2 separate regions of the Lactuca sativa genome follow, and region 1 is linked to region 2. A link is a contact called in public Hi-C data. All regions are on one chromosome and are shown on one strand. The core of a region is the stretch at or near the end of the contact, and the rest is flanking DNA. Distances in the headings are between cores, read along the strand shown.

Region 1 (2,969 bases), core at 86-2,585, 280 kb after region 2:
TTGGGTTGATAAAAGAAGAAATATACAATGAATATCACCAAAGGGTTTATGTCCAAAAAAAAGATACAAAAGAAAAAATATTCAAATATGGTCCCGATTCCAGAAATATCAAGTTCAGTCGGTATTTTTTTATAATTAATAATATCACCCCACATATTTTTCCAGCAGCCACAAAGAAACTATTAGCCGCTTGTCGCTTTTCACAAAAAATTAATTGTCTCTAGAAACTAATTTATGAAAGAATCTACTCGTACTTGTCGCTTGACGTGGGTAAATAGGTAATATATATATATATATATATATATATATATATATATATATATATATATATATATATATATATATATATATATATATATATATATATATATATATATATATATATATATATATATATATATATATTAAAAGAGAATGTTGGTGGTTGGTGGATGTTGATAATTTGCACATTTTACTTTAAGAAATGATACCCTCTAACTTTTAAAATGTCATTTTTTGACCATCTAGATTTTTACCATCGATATCATTGCTCCCCTCTACTTTGTAGAGGACATTTTCTTAGCACCCTTCTACTTTGAAAAATGACTATTTACACATCTTTACTTTTTAAAATAAAACTTTGACACCTTCTGCTTTTACTATCGACAATATACACCATTTACTTTATAAGATGACATTTTCCACCCCTCTAATTTTTAAAATGTCATTTTGGCTCCTTCAACTTTGAACTTTGTAAATCATAAGTTTCACTATTTATTTTCTAAACTTTCGTTTATCCCTAGCAATATACATAATCTGATTTTCCTTAATAACTATCATTCGTTAACTTAAAAAAATCAATCTTTTATGTATGTGTCAGTATAATTCGATGTATTCAACGTTTCAATATAAATTTATAACTCTCGTTCAATATTATTATTTTTAAAAAAAACTTACTTTATTTTTTTTATGTATATATCGATAAATTCGAGTTTGTCTATTTTTCACTTTACAAACAGAAACTACATTTTCGTCTATTTTTAACATGTAGCAACTTACTTTTTAGTACTTTTTAAATCTATTACTGCCACAACAATACATGATAGCAGATAAAATCATAGTTATTATTATTTTGAAAACAAATAACACACTTATATAATCATATTAATATTTTCATTTTTTATCAGTTACAAAAAACCTCAACTATTTAAATAAAAGTTATTTGTTTCCTGCTAATTATAAATTTATAATATACATTTCAAATAATAAAGTGTATATCTTTTTTATCATAAATCTTACATTGCAAAAATATATGTAAAAGTTGTTATTTAAAATTGGAAAAGTGGAAACAAATTGAATGCTAAAAACAAATTTACAAACGCGTTTTCTCAATGAACTCCCACTGTTCAATCTCTCTCCATGTTCTCTCTTCTCTCTCCCCAAACACCAATTTTAGGGTTAGGGTTTTGAACAAAACCCGTTTTCCACACATCAGATCTTTAAACTAACCCCTTCTTACCAAGATTCAATTCTTTTCGAACCCTCAAAAGGGTTCAGTAATGGGTCGTCTTCACAAACCATTTAACTTCTTGTTAATTACCTTGTTGGTATTCACTACGTCTTACTTCCATGCTGTTTCTGGCGATGATTCCGACAAATCGGCGCTTCTGGAGTTCAAGGCTGCTGTTTCGGATCTTTCAGGAGTGCTAATGAGCTGGAATTTAAGCAGTTCGGATCACTGTTCGTGGATCGGAGTCACTTGCGGGTCAGATTCTAGGGTTGTGGCGATTAACATCACAGGTGGAGGTAACTCCGGAGACTTTACCTGTTCTAAATATAATCAGTTTCCCTTGTATGGATTTGGAATTGTAAAGAATTGTTTGGATCTTAACGCCAAATTAGTGGGCAATTTGTCATCCGCGATCTCTAAGCTTTCAGAACTCCGAATTTTATCACTTCCTTTCAACGATTTGAGTGGTGAAATCCCTTCTGAAATTTGGGGTATGGAGAAATTAGAAGTGATTGATCTTGAAGGGAATTCGATTCACGGCAACTTACAGTCTCACTTCACTGGTCTAAAAAGCCTCCGAGTTCTCAATTTGGGGTTTAATCAGATATCCGGCGAGATACCAAATTCAGTATCCCAATTCAAAAATTTACAGGTCTTGAATCTCGCAGGGAATCACATCAACGGTTCAATTCCAATATTTCTCGACAAATTTGGGGATTTAAGAGGATTATACCTCTCTTTTAACCAATTATCCGGGAACATTCCGATTGAAATCGGCTACAATTGTGGTAATCTCGAGAATCTAGAACTTGCCGGAAATCTTTTGGTCGGTGGGATTCCATCAAGCTTAGGGAACTGTACCAAGTTACAATCCCTCTTATTGTACTCGAATTTACTTCAAGAAGAAATCCCGATTGAACTCGGTAGACTTAAAACGCTTCAAGTTTTGGATATTTCAAGAAATAGTCTCAGTGGCCCAATCCCACGGGAACTCGGAAGCTGTTTGAACTTATCAATCGTCGTCTTCTCCAACTTGTTCAATCCAATTCCCACTTTTTCCATTCCTGACAACAATTTCTTGCAATTAGCTCCAGAAGACGAGTTCAATTACTTTGAAGGTACAATCCCCTCTGAAATCACCACTCTCCCAAATCTAAAACTTTTATGGGCACCAAGAGCGACATTAGAGGGCAGGTTTCCCGACAATTGGGGGACATGTGGCAGCTTGGAAATGATCAACCTGGCCCAGAATCTTTTCTCCGGTGAAATCCCCAAAGGATTCAATATCTGCAAAAACCTAAATTTTCTTGATTTGAGCTCCAACAAGCTAACCGGTGAAATCAGTGACAAACTTCGTGTCCCTTGTATGACAGTGTTCGATGTCAGTAGCAATCACCTCTCAGGGTCAATTCCGTCTTTTCACAACACCACCTGCGAACCCTTGAATCCCTCATCAACATACCTTCAGTTTTTCGCATCG
Region 2 (2,801 bases), core at 97-2,596:
TCTGAGAATTGTAGTGTCCTAAGACAGAAATTGTCATGTAATAGGTCTGTATTGAGGATGTAACAGTTAATTTAAGAACATATCTTGAATATGACGAAAATCGACATGATCCCTTATGATATAAATAACAAATTTTTGAGAGAAAGTGTGTGTTTCATTAGTCTTCAATTTCTGTATGATTCCATGTATTTATAGTCTTCCAATGGTGGTTGTAAACCACCAACTGAAACTACCTGCTAAATAGGCCCGGTTTTAGGAGGGAGGGGGGGGGGGGGGGGGGGGGGGGGGAAGAGGGGCGGTCGCACAGGGCCACGAAAAAAATAGGATCTGAGTTTTAATTAAATTATATATTTAATAACTAAATATATATGAAATTTTCAAAGTTTTGCATAAAGTTTGTGTAGGGTATCTGGTATAAGTGTGTAATTTAGTTTGAAGCAACGTAGGTTTGATTCATGTCATCACATTTTGAAGTTTTAAATTCAATTTACAATTTTGGCCATTAGTTTTTGTTTTATATTTCATAATCAATCCTCCTTTCAGTAGCTTTAACAAATCAATTTTTTAAAAGTTACATAATTGGCCCTTGAACTTTTTTATAAAGTTTCATATGTTTCTTTTTAGTTAATTTATTTACTTTTAAGTTTTCACCGTCTTAAGTTTGTTTTCTTTATATATTAATTTAGGGTCTTATTTTTCTTCTTAGCACAGGGTTCTTAAAATCTGGGAGTCGGCCATGCTGCTAAAAACTGTCAAGCAGTTAAGTCTCTAATTAATAAAATTTTACTAAATAAAAAATTAGTTAATTAAAATTAATTTCGGATTTATAAAAATAAAAATATAAATTAATTATCCAAGAAGAGCTCAAAGTCTATGTTTGACCATTAATATATAATAAATTCAAGCCTTCTACTAGCCCAATTTAACGAGTCCAACGCCATAATTCAAACCCAAGATGCCTAACTCATTACTTGATACAAGGTTGAATTGTGTTTTTTGGAATTAAAGGTTTCTTTTTTTATTTTTATTGTTGAAATAATTATTTTGAGTAAATAACATAATCCGTGTGGATCAAGTGCTAAAAGACTAATTTAATATTTATTTTCAAAAATTAAGTCACATAGTTTCTACTTTATTAAGAATTAAAAAGTTTCATCTGACGTTCAATTAACTTTGAATTTTTTGAATTTTGAATAAAAAATAATTGATTCCGTAGCATATTCACCCCTAATCATATTCCTAATTTAGATAACTTTATTACCTAATCATATCCCTTTCAATTGGTTTTGTCTTTTTGCTATATCTTTAAATTTTGTCCTTTGTTACAAAAAAGATAAAAAGAATCAAATAATTTTGATGAAATGGATTGAGATACAAAAATTTGAAGTCCACCGGAAAATATATCTTATTTTCAAAAGGTAAGACAAAACCACCACCGCCACCGTGGCCCACAAAATTGGATGGTTCTCTCTACCATCTCCCACCATCCTATTACCACCCACTTTCTTGCCTTCTTCTCCCTCAAAACACACACACATACACATACATACACACCATTTTTATCACATTTCTCTCTGAAAAAAAATAAAATAAATAAAAACTACGATCAATGGATCAAACATCCCCCAAATCTCCATCGCCACCACAAACACGGCCGTTGTTCAGGCCACCAGTTCCGACGGCAGTTACTCCTACTCCTCTTATTATACCGAAGGTTTTCAAATACCCAGAAATGTAATCAGTTTTTTTTTCTGATTATTTTACAAAAATGATTGTTAGAATTTATGGGTATGTATTATTTTATAGGTATACGAGTCCTACTGATTTGATCATGTCCCCTGTTTCAAAGGTCATACTTGCAAGAACCACGTCCAAGAAGTCATCTCTCCCGTTACTAAATTCGTCTACTACAAATAAAGAACAACACAAGGTACGATATTATCATGCGTACTCAATTACTCATCATCTTTGTAGATTTTATGGTCATATTAACTTCGTCAAAGTTAAACAAGCTAAACCCTAATAATATGTATTTTTTGTACACGGTTTTTTTTTCGTCAAAGTTACACAAGGTACAATATTTTCATGTACACGGTTTTTTTTTTCGTTGTGTTTTTTCTTTTAAAATTGATAGTCCAATATCCATCTGCGAAAAATGGTTAAGTGGATGATGGTGTTTCATTTGATATTTTTGGCCCAATAGAATTCAACCCTAAACCCAAATAATATGTATTTTTTGAAAGGGTAGTTTTTGAACAAATTATATATATATATATATATATATATATATATATATATATATATATATATATATATATATATATATATATATATATATATATATATATATATATATATATATATATAATGGTACATAATAAACAGTTAAATTCACGTCACTAACCATCAATAGCCATGTGACATGTTAGTTGCTAGTGACCTATTGTAACTGGTAATACAAGTTTTGAATAAATGTAAAGTATGTAATCATAGGTATATAAAAATTATAATTGGTTGGTAATACATATATAAAAAAAATATATAATAGTATTTTTTATAATTTTAATACTTTGTTATCCTATTAAGTTTTTTTTATTATTATTATGATGGGCACCTCTTGTAGATGGAAGCTTCTATGTTTGGAGAGAGGGATGCTCTTGGAATTTGAAAATTTTATGTAATGTTTTTTATTTAAATTGTAATCAAATTTTATTATCATAATTGTGGTTGTAAATTAATAACTATATCTATTGAAAATCAAATTTAATCAAATAACTATATCTATTGCAACGAAAGGTTTT

What was found. Hi-C and Micro-C count contacts between places; a contact is called where the count stands out from the background.
Region 1: a contact with region 2 is called in a Hi-C map of leaf, with 5 times the contacts expected there. The contact joins the promoter of LOC111919476 here to the promoter of LOC111919475 in region 2. A contact is called at or near these places in 2 of 4 Hi-C or Micro-C datasets (both in leaf).

What each region holds. Positions count from the first base shown.
Region 1 is chr4:379,253,060-379,256,028 of Lsat_Salinas_v11, forward strand. It overlaps LOC111919476 (LRR receptor-like serine/threonine-protein kinase RPK2), which reads left to right and starts at 1,336. Exons shown (of 1, transcript XM_023915025.3): 1 at 1,336-2,969. The coding sequence starts at 1,539.
Region 2 is chr4:378,970,190-378,972,990 of Lsat_Salinas_v11, forward strand. LOC111919475 reads left to right here and starts at 1,347. Exons shown (of 3, transcript XM_023915023.3): 1 at 1,347-1,714; 2 at 1,807-1,930; 3 at 2,624-2,795. The coding sequence starts at 1,461. The coding sequence ends at 2,668.